Regions from separate parts of the Rattus norvegicus genome. Here region 1 is linked to region 2. Evidence: chromatin contacts called from public Hi-C data. All regions are on one chromosome and are shown on one strand. Each heading gives the region's core, a stretch centred on a gene start, on an enhancer-like site or on the middle of the called end of the contact. The rest is flanking DNA. Distances are from core to core; before and after follow the strand shown.

What was found. Hi-C and Micro-C count contacts between places; a contact is called where the count stands out from the background.
Region 1: a contact with region 2 is called in a Hi-C map of frontal cortex, with 4 times the contacts expected there. The contact joins the enhancer-like site here to the promoter of Otud7a in region 2. A contact is called at or near these places in 2 of 12 Hi-C or Micro-C datasets (Schwann cells and frontal cortex).

What each region holds. Positions count from the first base shown.
Region 1 is chr1:126,711,231-126,717,251 of GRCr8, forward strand. The region is part of intron 4 of Otud7a (OTU deubiquitinase 7A); the gene reads left to right. Among named protein-coding and RNA genes, the nearest start is that of Hmgn5b, 80 kb to the left of the region's middle. Within about 2 kb of position 4,086, at least 8 of the 93 cell types and tissues checked have an H3K27ac peak or open chromatin away from gene starts, as enhancers often do.
Region 2 is chr1:126,473,076-126,478,365 of GRCr8, forward strand. Otud7a (OTU deubiquitinase 7A) reads left to right here and starts at 3,200. Exons shown (of 15, transcript XM_063278759.1): 1 at 3,200-3,367. It overlaps LOC102548323 (a long non-coding RNA gene), which reads right to left and starts at 3,060. Exons shown (of 4, transcript XR_005494545.2): 1 at 2,861-3,060.

The DNA of each region.
Region 1 (6,021 bases), core at 2,836-5,335, 240 kb after region 2:
TGCCCCATCATTCAGCGCCATATCCAGGCCCGAGACGATTTTTAACCTAAGATGGCAAAGCAAAAATAGCTTCCCCATGACCAGACTTCTGAGACACTCCTCTGGCCCGGCCCCATTCAAAACACGTTTTGGTTCGATAAATGGACATATTCAAATACTCTTGAAACCTAGCTACATCATGTGTGGTGTTTACTTTTGTGGCTGTGATCAATTAAGTAGCTTTTATTTCCCTTATTTCCTTGCTTTCAGTGAAAGTTGTAACCCAAATGCCATCACTGGCCTGCTTTCCCATCTTAAGAATGTCTGTCTCAACTTGGCTGCTTGAGGTTAAATGTTTCCTCCCTAGGAAGCCAGCCACCACAGCTGGAAAGGTGGTAAATTCAGCAAAGTGTTTCCCTCACAACCACAGGGGCCTGAGTTGATCCTCATGTCCCACATTTAAAAACCAGGTATAGTAGTAATATATCCTTATAATCTCTGGACTAGGTAGGCAGAGACAGATGACTACCTGGAGCTCACTGGCCAACCAGCCTACCCTAACCAGTGAGCTTCAGCTCAGTGAGAGACCCTTCCTTAAAACACAGGGGCACAGCATCTGAGAATGCCCAATGTTCACCTCTGACTTACACATGCACTCACATTCACACACACAGAGGAATGTATACAGAAAATGTGGTACATCTACCCAATGGAGTACTACTCAGCACAAACTGAAAGAATGGTCAGAGCCTGCCCCACATGTGGCCCATATGTGTGTATATGTATATGTGTGTGTACACACACACACATACACACACACACACACACACACACACACACACACACACACACAGCCACCAAAACTAGATAAGATTGATGAAGCTAAGAAGTGAATGCTGACAGGAGCCGGATATAGCTGTCTCCTGAGAGACACAGCCAGAGCATGTCAGATACAGAGGCAAATGCTAGCAGCAAACCAGTGTTCTGAGAATGGGATCCCCATTGGAGGAATTAGAGAAAGGATTGAAAGAGCTGAAGGGGCTTGCAACCCCATAAGAACAGCAATGCCAACCAACCAGAGCTTCCAGGGACTAAACAACTACCCAAAGACTACACATGGACTGACCCATGGCTCCAGCTGCATATGTAGCAGAGGATGGCCTTGTTGGGCACCAGTGGAAGGGGAAGCCCTTGGTCCTGCCAAGGTTGGACCCCCCAGTGTAGGGGAATGTCAGGGCAGGGGTGGATGGGGAGGAGAACACCCTTACAGAAGAAGGGGAAAGGGACGGGATAGGGGGCTTATGTCTGGGACACGGAGAAAGGGAATAACATTTGAAATGTAAATAAAAAAAATCCAATAAAAGAAAAAAGAAGGAAGAGGAAGATGATGAGAATGAAGAAAAGGAGGAAGATGAAGATAATAACGATTAAGTTGGTTCTAGCACAATCTTTTTCTTGTCTATCAAGCATTTAACACCCCCATTCCCATACACAACTCATCCTTCTAAAGAAAGAAATCGAAAAGTAAGGTTGTGTACGATTTGTTTTTAAACTGTGCGGTGTCTTTTTTGTATAGTTAACACACTACCGAATGTGTCTTTAGCTAGCCTTGTCCTGGTGGTATTTTCAATGGCCACTAACCTTGCCTGGTACAGTCTGGGGATGTAAATTGTCATGGAAATTTAAAGCCGGTTCTTGTTGGTGCACAGCACTAATTATATATGGGGACAGCAGTTTGGTGTTTGGTTTGGTTTGGTTTGGTTTGGTTTGGTTTGGTTTGGTTTGGTTTGGTTTGGTTTGGTTGTTTGGGGAAGGGGGTTTTCATCTTCAGTTGCCTCTGATGCAGCTTATATGAAGATAGTTGCTGTTCTGTTAACTGAATACCACTCTGCACTTGCAAAAAAAAATTGAAGCTGTTTTGTTGACATTCTGGATGCTTCTAAGTAAATACAATTTTTTATTTAAAAAAGCTTATTCACAAAGAGTGAAAAGTGAAAACTTGTAAAGCAACCTAGAATCGACCACAGCCTTACTGTGCAGCTGAAGGCTTCGGAGCTCTTGGCGTTTGCCTGTAAACATGCTTTGCTCTGTGCCTACAAAGAGACAGCCTCCCGCTGAAGTACTGACGGGTGAGATGATACGTGATGCATACTGGGGCAGGTACATAGATGACAGCCGACGTGAAACAGGAGAAACCGTGAGTCAGTTCTTGTTAGAGCTGGGCTGTGGATTCCAATGGAGCCATTGCAGTCTTGGAAAGATCCCATAATAAAATACCTAAAGCCAGAACGACGTCTGCCAGGAGGAGCATGGAAATGGATAAGCACACCTGAGTATATGCTATGGAGTACTCCTCAGCATTGAAAATAAATGACATCTCATTCTGAGCCAGACTGAAGGTGTCAAGCAGCACTAATCCATTTAGCTGGTCCATGTTTTCCAGCACAAGGCTACCTGGTAGGCACAAGTCTAAAGATGACTCCCAAGGTTCCTGTCCCCAGTACTGAGCCATGTGCTGGCATAGGCACAGTGGTTCCCCTTGTCTGCATTTTTATTGTCCAAATCAATGGCAGTTCAAAAATATTAAATTGTTGAAAATTCCAGGAAAATTCTAGTTGTTTCATCCCAACCAGGACATGAATCATTCTTTTGTGTCTCACACAGCATGGTATGAATGTGTTCACGTGACCTAGTAGTGACCCCATAGCACAAGAGTAGAGATAGTGGCATCTGGGAGACAACAGAGAGACATGAAGCGCGTCCCGTGAGTGGAGAAGTAAAGGTTCCTGGCTTAGTAAGGAAGATGGAGGTTTCTCAGACCAGCTGTGAGGGGTGGGCATACCCACAGCTTCAGACTTCTCCCACAAGCTTGGGGGACACATCTCCCTTGGAAAAAGAGGGGCTACTATAGTGACACAGGACGACTCTGGATGGAATTAGGGTGGTAATATTTTGGTTTTAACATAAATTACACCCTTATCTAGTGGACCCAAGGTAATGTCAGGGTTCTTAGAAACAGAGGAAGATGGCAGACACAGGGGAGGTAAGAGGACATGTGGTGCGACAGTGAAGCAACCCTCCATGGCTCGTTATCTATGGAGGAGGAACCACCAGCCTCGGATACGGCGTATCCTCTAGAAGCTGAGCTTCACTGAGCTTCAGCTTACACTGAAGCAGGAACTCAGTATCCCAGCCTCCTGAGATAGGGTCAGGCCTCAAAGCCGAGCCTCTTTTACCAGCATCCAGGAGGGACCACAATCCTGCGGACACCTTGACTTCAGCCCTGTGAGGCTTGGAACAAGGAGATTAACTGAAGCTTTTGGAATCATGAGAAAGTAAACGCATGTTGTGAGCCGCTCAGCAGCTGATAATACAGTAGGCAGGAGAAAATGACAGAAGGTCTGATGAGGAAGGGTCATGGTGGCCATGCCGAAAGGATGGCACTGTCCAGGTTGTACCTCTGCTAGTGGTGGACTAAGCAAGTCCAGCTGAGCACACGACTGAGCATTCAGTATCCTACCAGCATTGAATCAAGGCTCAAGAAAATTAAATTAAGGAATGTCAGAACGTTAACTCTACCAATGTAAACTGTCCAGTGTTCTATTGCCAAAATAAAATCCTGTATCCACAGTCCTACCCTGTGCACTCCAAGCACAGGCTGGCCTTCCAGGTCATCTACAGATGACATAACTTTGCAGGCCCATGGTATGGTCAATCTTGCCAGTGTCTGAAAATGTAACATCCAAATGGCTACAGCACTCCCTTCCTCATCCAGGAGGCCCGAAGCCTGCAGTCACCTGTTCTGGGCCTGTTCAGTTGCTGACTTCATTAACATTGCTCCTTGGGGGACACAGCCCTCTTAGTAAGCACAGTCCTGAGAGAAAACACAGTTCTCCTGGGTAGACATGGTCTCCAGAGAAGAGTTGGGGGTCCCTTGGAAAGACATGGGGTCTCCTGGGTAGACATTTACTCCTCGATGAATGGTCTCCAGAAGAGGAGCAGCAGCATACTTGGTGGGCATAGCTTCCTATGTACACATAGTCTCCTAAGTAGACAGTCTCCAGGTAAATTCAGCCTCTGTACTGGTCACATCCCCCTTGATAGATAGAGCCTCCTGGATAGACACAGTTGGTAAATGTAGCCGCTTCCGTGGACACAGCCTCCTTGGTGGACATGGTCTCTGGAGAGGACTGTGCCCTCCCATTCCCTGCTCCAAGCTCCCTCCTGGACAGGTGGGGAAGAGGGGACAATCACAGCTGCCCCCAGACCCCACTTGATACACGGGTGTGCCTTCAGTCTCCCAGCAGGACTTCTTTGATTCTGAACAAGCAGAAAATATCCTTAGAGCCCATCAGCCTTTCTGTTGTGTGGATGGGCTGACCACCCACAGACAGCTGCTAACTGTGCACTAGGCTTGTGGAGCCCTTGTGGGCTGGTCCTCTTCAAGGGGAGTCTTGGGCCCAGGCGTGAGGCTTGGACCCCAGTGGCCATCAGCAGCCTTCGTTACCTACCTTGTGATACATGGACACTGTAGGAAGAGAGCTGGTAGGCTTCCAGGTGAAAACTGGATAGAAAGAGCTGTAAGGCGTTTCTTCCAAGTGACATATTAAGACGCCTCCTGGGGGCAAGCTTGGCAAGCATCCGAGACACATGAAGTGATTTATTTCTCGGATCTTCGGGATTTAGTGTGAGCTTACTGTAGTTTTTCAAGTCTGCCTGGGGAGTTTTAACTCAAACAATCTTAGCTGAACGGAATGTGTTCTTAAATCCTATGCAGGCTGGCAGCTTTGAATATACAGTAAGGACAGGCACTGCCCAAGGAGGGCCCTTGGCAGATACCCCTCCGAGGCCTCTGACAGCCTCAGCAGAGCTGCTTTTACTGTTCCATAGATCCAGATCCGTGCTGACAGCTGATTTCATTCTCTTAAGCTTTATAAGAATCGGCGTTTGGCTTGCTCGCAAAGCACCAGTTGAAAATTAAAAGTCAGGAGGCCTGGTTTTGTTAGGCAGCCCTCCATCACTCACAGCAATACGAGGCGATCTAGAAAGAGGAAAGGCTTCTCTTGGCTCACAGTTGGGAGGTTCAGGGCAATCATTATTAGGTGCCTTTGTTCTGGGCCTGTGGTAGAGCCTGGTCACATAGGCATGTCACAGAACAAAACTGACTGTCTCACCAGCCAGGAAGCCCACACAGACACAGACACAGACACAGACACAGACACACGCACACGCGCACGCGCACATGCACACACACACACACACACACACACACACACACACACACCCCTCCTCTGAGCATCATTAAGTATCCTAATTATGCCAGTTGAGTTAAAGACACTGATGCTGCTTCTGTTGCTGAACTCGGTGTGTAGCTGCAGGCTGGCTAAAAGGAGGTTGATTCAGCTCAGTGAGAAGAAGATTGAACCAGCTTTCTACTCCATGGCATGCTGTTCCCACACACCCCCACCCGCACCCACCTCCACAGAGGGAGTTGTAGCGTAGCGTTGCCTGGACACCTGGGTGAACGGCAGAAGGGTGTGGCTGAGTAGGAGAGAGCCATTCCCTGAACTCACTCATTTGCCTTTGAAATAAAGTAATATTTTTTCCACCCATCTGAGACTTTAAAATAAAATTAGGTGTTTTATAAAGCTCTACCTGGGAGACTATCATTTTGGTCCTGCCGGCCTTGTGTGGTTTAACTGATCCAAAGGTTGACTCTATGACCCCTTGCTTGGTTATTTCTTTGTTGGAGTATGAAATGCTTTAGCACAAAAAATCTGCAACCTCCAAACTCAAAATTTCACATCTCTGATTCCTTTTGTGGTGCTTGGAGTCAACGCCTTCCACATGCTAAGCAAAGGCTCTGAGGCTGATCTACTCCTCCAGCCCTAAAGTTCCAGTTATCTTAAACACAGTCCAGACAAGCAGTTAACGATCTAGGTCATTGCTTCTCAACCTTCCTAATGCTGTCCCTTTAATACAGCTCCTCATGGTATGGTGACCCCCAACCATAAAATTATTATGTTGCTACTTCATAACTAT
Region 2 (5,290 bases), core at 1,950-4,449:
TGGGGAAACCACCATCACACAAAGGAGTCCCCTCAACTTGGAGGAAAGGAGTCTACCAGGCACTTCTAATCATGTCCTGTTCTATAACACTTCAGGAGATAAAACAGACTCCCGTTTCTTTTTCTGAATCAGATTTACTGCAGTAACTCCATGGGCTTCGGGAAAGCAGATGACCTGTGTCTTCAACCACAGTGACGATTAGCTGCCCCAGGTTACTAAACGCAAACTTTGCTAGCAGTGTTTCTAAGTCTCCTGTTTTATACTTCTAAAATACCTCTGTAGTTGATACTTAAAAATTGTCCAAGAGATTTGGAGTCATCTTTGGCATCACCTTAATGATAAAATAATGCCAATCTTGGCTTGAGTGAAGCTATTGCTACTAATTGGCTTCTATTATATCTGTTTGCCTACCCAAACCTCCAACTTTACTTATACTCAAAGATTTCATGTGTAAAAATTCCTCTAGATGTGGGAGGCACAGCATGTAACCCACATGACTAAACAGTATTCATTTTTTAGAGAGGTCTTTGGGCTAGTTCATATGCCTTCTCCACCTGTTCCTTTCTTGACTATTTTAACTTTAGGTATAATATTCCTGTTATGCATTACATATAAATGATATATTAGATATAGACGGCAAAATAAAGTAAAACCAGATCCTGATCATGGAGGCACATAAATTCAATATGATCCAGGGATCTGTTCCTTAATGGCTCTGTCAATTGTTTCTCTCCCCTGAAGACTTCCTTTCTGCCTATTCAGCAGCATCTAGGAATGAGCTTCCCTTTGCTCTGTGGGCCATAAGACAACATTTGGCCTCTTCAAGAGTAAAATGTAACGCTTGGTTAGTTTGTTCATTACTTTTTCTCTTGCTGTGGTAAAACACCATGACCTAAAGCAACTTTGAGGAAGAAAGAGTCTTCTTTAGCATATGACTCCTGAGGGGTAGAATCCATGACTGTGGGGAAGGCATGGCAAAGGGCTAGGCTAGACATGGCAGCAGAGGCAGGAAACTGGCTGGTCACATTTTCATCCACATGCCAAAGGGAGAAAGGGGAGGAGAGAGGGATGAAGGAAGGGAGAGAAGGGGGATGGAAATTAGAATGAAGAAGAAAACAGAAGAGGGAGCAGGTTATGGCTATAAATTCTCAAAGTGTGCTATTGGTGCCACACTTCCTCAGTAAGGCACCCCATATCTCCCAAACGTTCCCTAACATATCCCCAAGCAGCACCACACACTAGTGGCCAAGTGTTCAAATTCACGAAACATTACAGGGCATTTCTCATTCAAGCTAGCAGAGCAATGAGAGGACAACTTTGAAGTGAAGTTCCAAGAATTAATAGCACATGTATGTTGAGGATTCTATAAGGCTGATATCTGATCTTTGGTTGTGGAGAGCTAACACATTGCAGGTTGGGACCTAAATTTATCTTGAACTATTAGCACCTTAAATAGCCAGGTATTCTGTATAATTGACCTAAACTTTATGTGGCCATTGAGCAGGTCCTTTTATGTTGACAAGTCTGGGTAAATCCAGAACAATAAAAAAAAATATCCTCCAAAGAGAAGCCCGAGTTGGAGCCCTGGACAGTACAGACCTGGGCACTGCCAGTGCCCTTTTCTACTGGGTATCTCTCCTCTCCTTGATTCTCCCTCCTTTCAATAAGTATGCAGTTTTGTCTTCAGAACCCAACAACTCCAAATGGTCCTCCTTGAACAGTGCCTCCAGGAATGACAAAACAGGCAAAGGGAGTCTATTGGTTTGACCAGTAGCATGAGAAATTGTCTGAGCATTTACTAATGGAGATCCAGGAGCTATAACAGCCTTAGGAACAGAATAGGAAATGGGATTTTTGCCTTATTCAGCTTTAGTCTCCTACTCAGCACAAAGCAGTACAAAGACTGATCTTGATAAATTATGGAGAAAAGTGTCTCAGGGAAGTCGAGAAAGGTATACATAAAACACAGTTTAGCAATCTGGAACTTTAGTTAGGCATTCCTCTCCAAACGATGCATTTGCAACCTGTTAGCAACCTTGGACATCCACTTGCATAGAATTGTACCTGCACCTCACTCTAAACAGTGGAATAGGTTTTTCCTTCCTATAAAGACCATTAGACGGCAACAGTTTCTATTCGGTCATAGTCCAGCTATACGGGAGGTATAAAAATGGAGTCCTAATTCATCTTGAGCTAGTCTTGTGTGTATATTCAATAAGGAAAGATGTGCTTTGAGTGAACTTTTAGGAAGAATACACCATTTAACCATCCTATGACTATGCATAGTTGGGTGTGCATATGATTAAAATAAAACACATTATAGGAAAGGACGTGCATAGTGACAAATGGCTTACATAATCTGTTCTGTCAATCAAAACAGAGAACCACTGACGCTACATCCTTTTCCAACTAAATGTCTCCTTTTCTGGAAGACCATAGAATGAACCCTCCAAATAAGGGCCTTTGAGTGTGCTCACTGGTGTGGCCCGCTGTTGGCTATGTATATTTCTGATCTGTACTATGGCCTTGTTTCGTTGTTAGCTTGCAATACCTATGCACTGTTATTTCAATTTCTTGAACAAGGGGCCAAGAATGTGGGAACGCCCAGCTCTGAACCTAATAGGTAGAAACTACACCAAAAGGGTTAAATGAGAGGGCAGAAAGCAGGGGCAGCCACTTGGTATCAGGCTGGGGAAAAAGTCTTAAACAGTGGCGGAGGAAACATCTTAAACAATCATGTAAAAACGTTACTAATGGGAAAAGAAACGGGAAGGTCAGAGGGGCGTGGAAACAGCGAAAGTTTAGGGTGTTTAGGAAAAGAGAGCCAGCCTAGAGGAAAACACCAAAGGTGACTGCAGACCATTAGAAACAGGATGAGCCGGGCGGAGGTGAAGGTGGGTTTCCTTAAGTCCAGGGATGACCTCGAAAGACTACACCCTAAGGGGGCAAGCATGGGAGCGCGTGCGCGAGGACACAGCGGGTCCTAGCGCGTCCTCGCAGAGCTCTGCGCGACCGGGGCCAACGGTGGCCACGAGCACGCGCGTTCCCTTGCCCGCACCACCTCAGCGGGGGCGGGGCACGGCGGAGGTGGTGACGTCAAGGCAGGGCGCGCGCCTCGGGGCCGCGGACGGAGCCGGGAGGCGGGCGCTGCGCGCGACCGCGGGCGGAGCGGAGGGGCGCGGGGGGCGGAGCGCGGCGCAGCCAGGAAGGCGGGGGAGGAGAGGCCCGGGCGCCGCGCGGCAGCTGGGGAGGGGGCCGCGGCTGGGCGCGAGCGGAACAGCTGATCTGGTTTTCCCGAAGCCAGGGAAGATGGAAGTCGGCTAGCGGCGACTGCGGGCTGCGGGCGGACCGGCGGGCGGCGCGGCAGGTGAGCGGCGCTGGCCACGGTGCTGCCGGCGGGCGGCGGGCCGGGCGCAGCGGGCAGGTGCGATGGGGCGCGCGACGTGGGGTCGCCCTGCGCTTGGCCGGGAGGCGAGTGGGCGCGGGCAGGGGCCGCAGGGCGCTGGGGGCGCAGGGCTCACTGTGCGTCTGCATTGCGGGAATCGTTCGGGATCTCGTGGGCGCCACGGCCACCGGCTCCGGCTTCAGCCCGGCGACGGTAGGGCGCGGCGCTCCCGCTGGCTCCAGTGGCTGCCTCCTAGCCCTTTTCGCGGTTCCGCACTGGAACGTGATGGCAAGCGCGCCGGGACTGGGCCCTCGGTCCGTGGGGGCGCGTTGGGGGTCCGAAGGGTAGGGTCAGCTCAGAGAGGCGCCTGAGGCGGCTTGCACAGGGGCTATGGCTGCGTGGGTCACCGTGGCCCCCCGCGTACTACTCTGGGTCTGACTGGCCAAGCGAGAAACGGTTGATGCAATTTGGCTCTGAACCTAGAGGCCTTCTCTAATATCTCCTCACTGGAGGGGGAAAATTGTATCTGCTGTGCTTTAAGTGCTCCTTTAAATTTGGGAGATGTCAGTGATGTCATCATTAACTAAAACTTTCCTTCATTGGACGTAACCGCTCAAGTGTACCCTCCTCCCGACCGGTACAGCTACTGCAGCTCTCTGAGAATCTTAGCCATCGAATTGGTTTCTCTGCGCTCAAAACTCGAAAACCTCATATAAGTGCAGTTTTTATTCTGTTGGCTTGAAGATTGGAACATTTGAAAGTGGCTGAAAGAAAACGTGTCCCTAAAGGTCTGGAAATTAACTGATCCAGAGCACACAGATCCATCACGTATGACAGTATATGTTTGTACCTCTGTTAATGAAAATGACCTATACGAAAAACACTTCTCTTAAAAAATGATCTATTTAATGTCGTGTCCAGGCAAAGGTAGACAATGAGGTCTAAGTCTTTGCAGACCTTGATTGCTTCTGCAGGGCTCCTCCATCACCAACATCCCCTTCTAGGGTGTGCCTGGGAGAGGTGCTGGTTTCTCTAGGGCTCTTTTAGCCCTTGTGTGTCCCACCAGACCCCAAGACCTATCCAAAGTGTTCAAGGAATGTGAGAGCTTGAGATGTACACAGCACACCAAGTTCTGGAAGAAAATTACCCAACAATGCCAGCAGCATGCATTCATTTGATTATATGAGTATGCCATTAGTATCTGCTCTTATGGGAACAGCCGAAAGCCAGTTCCCAAGACAGTCTGAACATCTACTTAGGCCTGTTGTATCAAAAGGAGATCTAATAAGAGACCAAAGTATTGATGTTTTTGTATTTAATAATTAATTGCACCTCCTAATTGGTTAAAATAAGGATGCCTTAGATTATTAGTGTGATCATATTGGGTTTGCAAGGAACTTAGTGCCATATGCCACAGGAAGGTTTGAATCTGGAACCCTGGGAATAGTGGTTACTGTGGACTCTTAGTGTTCAGGGTGATAGTGAATGCAGATCATTACTTCATGGGGTCTGGCTACGTACTAATCTCAACTAAGCCTAGATTCTAGGTAGCAGGTGTACCTTTGGGAAGGAAATTCTGAGCCACTCCCTACCCCCAGCATTGCTGGAGGAGGACAGGGGACAGCTACCAGTGAGAGAGCAGTGTGTACATCATAGTCTCTGACCTCTTGATAATGTCAAACTTATTCACGGTGGCGTGCTGAGTGAATAACCCTTGTAGTGAAATTGGCCACATGCACTGCTTTTCTGTGGCATTTCCCTTACACAGGTTGCCTTGTGAACTTGAGCTTGTATCAAATGCCAAGAATCTTCTGTATCTAAAGTGCCTTCAGTGACGAGTGGTTTTAGTGCTGTGGGCTGTGGAAATTGAGTCTGGGGAACTATGGTGGCCTTTGTATCCACCAT